2 separate regions of the Pan troglodytes genome follow, and region 2 is linked to region 1. The links are chromatin contacts, called in public Hi-C maps. All regions are on one chromosome and are shown on one strand. Each heading gives the region's core, a stretch centred on a gene start, on an enhancer-like site or on the middle of the called end of the contact. The rest is flanking DNA. Distances are from core to core; before and after follow the strand shown. Region 1 has its middle 49 kb from the start of NDFIP1. Region 2 overlaps LOC107974888 (a long non-coding RNA gene).

Evidence for each region. Hi-C and Micro-C count contacts between places; a contact is called where the count stands out from the background.
Region 2: a contact with region 1 is called in a Hi-C map of induced pluripotent stem cells, with 2.9 times the contacts expected there. The contact joins two enhancer-like sites. A contact is called at or near these places in 3 of 7 Hi-C or Micro-C datasets (induced pluripotent stem cells and stem cell-derived neural progenitor cells) and 1 of 1 other capture datasets (stem cell-derived neural stem cells).

The regions. Positions count from the first base shown.
Region 1 is chr4:139,873,707-139,877,763 of NHGRI_mPanTro3-v2.0_pri, reverse strand. No RefSeq gene overlaps it. Among named protein-coding and RNA genes, the nearest start is that of NDFIP1, 49 kb to the right of the region's middle. Within about 2 kb of position 2,328, at least 3 of the 24 cell types and tissues checked have an H3K27ac peak or open chromatin away from gene starts, as enhancers often do. A contact at or near this core is called in induced pluripotent stem cells, where this site is marked.
Region 2 is chr4:140,266,633-140,270,736 of NHGRI_mPanTro3-v2.0_pri, reverse strand. The region is part of intron 2 of LOC107974888 (a long non-coding RNA gene); the gene reads right to left. Among named protein-coding and RNA genes, the nearest start is that of FGF1, 150 kb to the left of the region's middle. Within about 2 kb of position 2,371, at least 8 of the 24 cell types and tissues checked have an H3K27ac peak or open chromatin away from gene starts, as enhancers often do. A contact at or near this core is called in induced pluripotent stem cells, where this site is marked.

The sequences.
Region 1 (4,057 bases), core at 1,079-3,578:
TAAAGCACATTATAGTCTTTTTGGGGTTTTTTGTTTTTGTTTTTTCAAGTTTAAACTACAGTCTAGTGGATTTAGTTCTTCATGCTTTTGCCTAAGTGCTACAATGGCAGGGAAAGAGACTTTGGAATTTCAGATTTTTTTTTCTTTCTTTTTTGTAAAGAAAACCTCTCAAGAGGGTATCCAACCACTTTTTGGAGACATAAACATATGTAAAGCAAAGTGACCCAAATAAAGGAAGAATTAAAATATATATATATTCATTCTTAAATTTATTCTTCAATTTAGGCCAATTCTCTTTTACGGGCTCCTTGCAATTAGCTGGCAATCTTGCCCTGTGGGTCTGAAGGATTAAAGCAGGAGCAAAGAACAAAAGGAGTGTCTGCTACACTCCTCCATCGGTCCTTTCTAAACAAATCAGACTTCATCTCCTCCAGTGCCTCCTTACCACCTCATCTTCTTTCCTCTACCCATAATCCCTTAGGGGAAGGACTGTTAACATGAGAAAATGCTACATAAATGAAATTCCTTCAGAATCAACACAGATTTGAAAATGGCTCCAGAAACTAGAGGGTGGTTTTTATGGTTTTCTCATTTTGGAATTTTGGGCAAAGCACAGCTTTTTGGATCACTGGATCTTTAAAAGATACATAACAGTAGGTAATAAGCCACCCAAATTAAGTTTACCAGAAATTTAGATGTACTCCTTTCCCTCTTGCAGACAATTGAGGACAATGCTCCCAGAAGGTCACTACATTAAAGGAAGCATAGCCTGGGAGCAGCAGACATGACGTCTATTGAACTTACTGTTCCATCTGTCACTGACATGGGCCACACACAAATCTCTAAAGCTCTTGGGGTCTTTAAGGCGCCTGCTAATCCATTCCTTTTCCTTTACCCTTAAGTCATTCCAAATAGGAGGATCTATTCTGTGTTTAAAGACTTCCAAGGAAGAGTCCACAATCACTCAGCCAAATATTTAGAAATTAATTTCCCTATAGCCTTTCCCCGTTGCTCTGAATGCACATTCCTTCCCATAGTCCTGCCATTCTGAAGAGGAAAATATTGTGGCCATGAGCTTTGAGACCTATATAAAGACAAAATAATTCTTAATCTACCCAACCATCAATTTTTTTTTTTTTTTTAAAGATGGAGTTTCACTCTGTTGTCCAGGCTGGAATGGCACAATCTCGGCTCACTGCAACCTCCGCCTCTGAGTTCAAGTGATTCTCCTGCCTCGGCCTCCCAAGTAGCTGGGGATTACAGGCACGCACCACCACACCCGGCTAATTTTTGTATTTTTAGTAGAGCAGAGGTTTCACCATGTTGGCCAGGCTGGTCTCGAACTCCTGACCTCAGGTGATCTGCCCGCCTTGGCCTCCCAAAGTATTGGGATTACAGGCGAGATCCACCGCGCCTGGCATCCATGAAATTTTTTGATGAAAAACTAGTTCATAATTTATAAAGTGTAGATACAAATGTACTGCACTCAGCCTTCTTCTATGGAAGTGAAGATGAGAGGTAAGTACTTACTTACCCATTATCCTTACCCTTATTTGGAAGCTCTGTGGAACTACTGTAGGAACTAAGTCTATAATTCAATGAGGTGGATATTGGAAATATATATATATAAGTCCAATACCTAAATCTAGAGAACTGCTAAACCAGAGAAGAGCTTACGGACAAAAATAGGTTATACAGATTCAACTCACTTCACAGTCTCAGGGACAAAATATATAATTAACCAAAAAGAGAAAAAAAGATGATTTTTGTCCTACACATGACCATGCATATACAGATCTAGGGCTTGAGAGTCACTGAATCAAACCTATAAAAATATGGACTGCTAATTTTGCTTCTTCAGGTCACCAGTGCCCACTATTTTCATCAACTATATAGTACCAAAGCATACTAGTAATAAATAAATAGTAATAAATACATAAAAAGTAATAAATAGTGAAAATGTTGATCCATCTGATTTCTCTGCAATCACTGATTTATCTGCAATCTGTTAAAATATAAACTGGAAATAAATCATATACATGAAAATCCTCAGTGTTGATAATCAGAGAAAAAAGCAACATATTAAAATGACATCCAAACAGAGGAACTGCCAAATACGGCCTATGAAATGTTCTGTCAAAATAAAGATGTGGAATCAGGAAGCAGATGGCAAAATTCTTTCTAAAACCTCACTTAAGCAGCATTTTAGGCATTTCTGACAGTTCTGCAAATGAAAAGAGGGATGTTTCATCAAGAGTAACTCTAGCCCAGTTATGATGATAGGTTGCTCCAGTCCTCTCCAACTTGGCTCAGGAAGTATCTGGCTTAAATCGGGGAGGGGAAGTGGGAGGCAAAGCAGCTCTCAGCAGGGGACACGAATGCAAACCCAACTATGCAAGGTAAAAATCACTCTAGCTTTGGCATTTTGGTTGAATTTCATTAGAATCAGGCTGGGTTTCATAACCAGAAGGCAGAACTTCCTTAGTTTTATACTTTTTCTAATAATGCTTTGTCAGGGAAATCATCTTCTCTATTTTAGAGATTTCTTTTAGATTTTTGACCTGTTTTCTTGTTTCCCAGGCTGCGTATATCACTCGCGAACCTTCCAGACAACTGAAGAATAACAATGAATACTGCCATCTTCCCAGAGCTCCAGCACTAATCTTTGTTAAGGCTTAGAGGAAACCACTTTTCTCAGTTTTGATGTCTATGAATCTGCAATCACTAATGAATGGGGAAAAGTCTGTGAAACATTTATTTCCTACATCAATGATTAAAATTAGCTGTTTTTAGAGCAGAATGAACAACATACAAAGCAGGTTGGACGACATCTATTTCACACAATTGCATCTCAGTTTCCGACCTAGGTAAAATCCTGCATAAATGTAAGAGAATCCTCTATATTCATATGTTCTGTATTCAGGTTTAAGAGATGTGCATTTTACATTTACATTTTATTAATTCATCAACTGATACTTAAGAATTAAAACTCTCAAAATCAGAAGACAATGCTTTTTGGTAAAGAAAAAAAGAAACAGGCTATAAGTAAAAACAGGTATAAAAATTAACACAAAACCTTTGAGTAATGTATTTATCCTATAAGCGGAAAATTCTGAGAATAATGGAGGACTGAGGGGATTAAAATGCCACGCAGTAGATGGACTATTTCAGATTTTATAGTCAGGGAAACTGGCTTCGGGAGGACAGCTCTCAATTCATGTACTTTACGTAAGAGCAGTTCTTTCTATAGGCCATAAAGTTGTAGGTGATACAATCAACTGGGTTATAAAATAGCTTCTTTTTAGAATGGAGATGATACAAAATCAATTTCTACAACCATCATTTCCTCCTGAACACCTCTTTCACTTTCAACCTAAACTTACTCTCCCCTTTGGGAATTCCCAGTGTATTTCTTTGAGATGTCTTCCACGTTAATAGTAGAGCCTACAAAGAACCAACATGCAGAGGCTACTTGTCAAAGGGCACTTTCTGTAGGTAGTCTAAAAGAACACAATTATACACATACACAAACGTGTACAGGTATACGCAAAAGGGAAAAGGAGATGCAAGAGTACTGTACTACTGCTTTAACAAATGCTCTCACCCAATCCACCTTATCCATCTTACAGGCTAGAAACACTATTTAGGGTTTAAAATACGCAAAAAAAATTTTTTTTAAATATATAAACCATCTATGGAAGCATATTTTGCCTTCTGTTATGACCCTCATCATTCCTCAAATCATATTCTAAAAGCCTGAGAGGTGAAAATCTTCTGAACAGCTGAACCACCCACAGAACCTGAAAATTATTATACATTTTGCACATGATTAACCTATATTCACCACTGAGGTTTAACCAAGAACCAGATTCACGTAGGTAATAGGGGTCACAACTACTTTTTCATAAAATATACCCTCCTACTGGCCAGGTGAGGTGGCTCACGCCTGTAATTCCAGCACTTCAGATTGCTTGAGCCCAGGAATTCAAGACCAGTCTGGGCAACATGGCAAAACCCTGTCTCTACTAAAAATACAAAAATTAACTGGGTGTGGTGG
Region 2 (4,104 bases), core at 1,122-3,621, 390 kb before region 1:
TCATCTTTAAAGCTGCTAAGGATCAAATTATTTTCTTCTCTAAAGAGCTTCACATATTGGGAAAGCTATCATTATGAAACAATAAGTGTTTTCCTTATATGAAGACATTTTATTTTTTAAAACTGCCAAGAAAAGACACATTAGTTAATGAATAGCATGAGAATACCTGATAAGGGAGGTGGGAAATAATGTCCGACCTGTATTATATGATTTATTTTCCCCTCAACATTTTAAAGATTTAAATGTGAAAAATACAAAGGAAAACATGAGTTATTTTTCAAAAATGCTTAGTTTATGGGTAGGCTTCTTTTCTCTTTCTTTTCTCTTTTTCTTTCTTCCTTCCTTTCTTAAGTTGAGGTCTCAGTCTGTTGCCCAGGCTGGAGTGCAGTGGCACAATCACAGCTCACCACAGCCTCAAATTCCTGGGCTCAAGCAATCCTCCCACCTCAGCCTCCCAAGTAGCTGGGATCATAGGTGCATAACACCATGCCTGGCTAATTTTTTAAATTTTATTTTTGTGGAGATGAGGTCTCACTATGTTGCCCAGGTTGGTCTCGAACTCCTGGACTCATGCAGTACTCCCACCTCAGCCTCCCAAAGTGCTGGGATTACAGGTGCATGAACTACCACACTTGGCTTATGGAAGGGTTTCTAAGCATGTCCAGAAGCAAAAAACAAAAGAATTGATAAATTCACTATTATATTAAATAATTTTTAAAATATTATTTGGGAAAAATATATCATAAACAAGCCTAAATGACAAATGATAAAGTTGGGAACTACGGATAAAATCTATGATAGAAAAGCGTTATTTTCCTATTTAGATGAAGAGATCTTCAAATCAGTAAGATGCAGATAAATAATAGAAAAATGGTCAAATTTTCATGAGCTGAGAATCACAGAAAATAATCAGTCATTATTTGGGAATAAGGTTAGAAGCCCACCCCTAAATAGTTAAATAATACTAAAATTTCTTTTAGGACTGTTAAAAAGTTTGATTGTATGTGTGTTTGTGATGGTACGTGCAACTACACACTTTCACTGGAGTTTTCACTGGCATGAACTTTTTTTTTTTTTTTTTTTTGAGACAGAGTTTTGCTCTTGTTACCCAGGCTGGAGTGCAATGGCCCGATCTTGGCTCACTGCAGCCTCCATCTCTCGGGTTCAAGCGATTCTCCTGCCTTAGCCTCCCGATGTAACAATTTTTTTAATGAGTAAAGCTAGATTTATTGAAATGGAAAACATCCAAAATGTGCTAAATAAAAAATAGCAAGTTGTAGAACAAGATGTCCAATATGCTCCCATTTGTGTAAAGCAAAGAAAAAGCATATATATACTTTTATATGCTTGTATGTGTATGGAACACTTCTGGAAGGATACTCAAAATACTGTTAACTGTGGTTCCGTCTGGAAACGATCTGTTTGAAATTTTTTTTACCGTGATTGCATATTTCTTTAGTAATAAAAAAATACACAGTTAAGATATAAAAAGCCCCATGATGCTTCCTCGGAAATTCTTCAAATGGGGAAAATTAAGCTAAAAGTGTTAGGGCTTATCACTTCCTCCTAACAGTTGGCTTTTGGAGAGACAGGGAAATGGTCCTAAGGAAAGGAGTTCCTTCAGGGTGGAATATTTGGAATTGCCCCATTTGGGTGGGGAAGGGGAGTGGGCTGAGGACCCAGGCAGGGCTCCTGCTCTCCAGCCCAGGAGGGAGAGCAAAGAGCAACAGATCAGGGAATTATCTCTCCCTGACTTCAGGAGCCAAATCAGCTCCGGAGGGGAGGGGAAAGGGGGTGGGCGAGGGAAGGCCCCCAGGGCAAGACATCAAACAGGACGGAGGCATCTCTGACCTCCGGGTCACAGGCCCGCGCGCTCCGGGAGCCCACCCGGGGCGCCGGCGCTGGAAGCCAATTCCGAGTGATTTAGGAAATCGCCCAGCCTGGGGGCTGGGGCGGGCAGGAAAGGAGCGATTAAGGGCGAGAAGGAGAAGTGAGGCTTCCTCGGGAATGAGCACATTTGGAAGCCAGGCAGGAAGCGGGCAGGAAGCTGCTCTCATAAAACAATCTGACAATTACGTGTCAGTGTAGGAGAAGGGCCCTGGAAATTATGGGGCTGCCGCGCCGCACTCCCGAGCCCTCCCCCGGTGATTTCCTCGGGGCTGCAATGAGCCGCGGGAGGAAATTATATTTGGGGCCAGGTGTTTGTTCCTGCACATTTGGGTTCAACTTGGGACTGAGAATTTTACGCTCACATGCTGAGGGAAACAATTCCCTGGTGCCTTTGTAAACCACGGCGGATGCACTGCCTCCAGCTGGACTGGGTTTTGGTACTGTGATTAGCATAGCTGGGATTTACCAAGCGCCTCCTCTAGCCAGGTGCTTCACCTGCAACTCACAGCAAGGGGCCTGGATAGGTTCACTGACTTGCCACAGACAATCACTAGGGGTGGCAGAGCAAGAATTTGAACCCAGGCACTGTCTCCAGAGCCCCACACTCAAATCCAACTTGAAAACATACTTCACAAACTTTTCATAAGAGCAACCAGAACCATTACTTTATACGTGTATCTGGAGGAAAGGGTTCCTAAGCAGACTGCTACCCACACACAGGCTGCCTTCTCCTTGTCATTCATTGATTCATTCACTTGTTCCTTCGTATCTATTAAGTACCTATGGTGTGGCCAGCAAAGTTAGGTACTATAAAATTATAAGACACATTCTGACTTCTAAAGAAGCCTTAGGCCTTCTAGAGGCCTTATGCCTGCAGTGGTGGCTCATGCCTGTGACCCCAGCACTTTGGAAGGATAAGGTGGACGGATTACTTGAGTCCAGGAGTTTGGGCAACATAGCAAGACCCTGTCTCTACAAAACAATAACAACAACAACGAAAATAGCTGGACACAGTGCCTGTAGTCCCAGCTACTTGGGAGGCTGAAGCAGGAGGATCACTTGAACCTGGGAGGTTGAGACTTCAGTGAGCCATGATTGCCCCACCGCACTCCAGCCTGGGCGACAGAGTGAGATCTTGTCTCAAAAAAACAAAACAAAACAAAACAAAAAAACACAAAGATAACTAGAGGGCACATTTTACAGGTTTTACAGGCTTAGATTCCAAACATATTTGCAGTCTTATCCTGGGCCTTGACATGATTCTTCTAAGCCCATTTGGATTTTCCTAGAGCAGACATGCTCCCTCAAACCCTCCAGACCAGGAGCATTTCCCAGCGCACACCTTTGGCAGCCTCCTGGTAGACCCTGATCCTCCCTCTAACTTCCTCCCTCCATTCAGAGGGCATCCTTTGGGAAGCTGGGGCCTATAAGACAATCTGAAGTTCCCCCAGGGGCACCTGAGAGGAGTCCAGCAGAGCAATGAAGTGTCCTGACTCCACCAACCACTAGCTGGATGACCTTGGGCAAGTTGCTTCACCTTTCTGAGCCTCCTCTGTAAGGTGAGGTTGTTGTGAGGATTAAACAGAAAAACACGCTGGGCTTTGAGCCCACTGCCTGGAACATAGTAAGTATTCAGTAAGTCTTGGCTGTGTCCCTGGAGGTCAGTGCTCTGTGCTCTGTTAGGAATAAGCCAACCCAGCTCTCAACACCTCTTCTATTAACAAACTGCTCTGAAGACACTGGAAATGCTATACTTCCCTCCTAGCTCAATTCTGTGATGTCTCAAGTCACATTAATTTTTATGCAATGAACTATACCTGGAAACATGATTATTTCCTTAGTCACTGAATTCCTGAACGTTCATCTATTACTTGTGAATGCTAAGCAGAACAATATTCACAGTGGACAGGAACAAGGTCTTTAGAGCTAGACTTCCAAGCTCAGGTCCCATCTCTGTAACTTGGGCAAGTTACTGAATAGCTTTGAACCTTAATTTTCTCATCTGTAAAAACTGGGATAATAAAGCTCTTATCCCATCAGGTAACTGTGAGCATCAGTTGAAAGAATGGTAAATGATTATGTGCTTGGCTTCAGGTAAAAACTCACTAAGTGACAGTTATTACCATTATTTTTCATTATTGTTACACTGACAATTGAACAAGCAAAACAGACACAATCTTTGACTTATGGGATAAAATGAACAATAGCCATGGT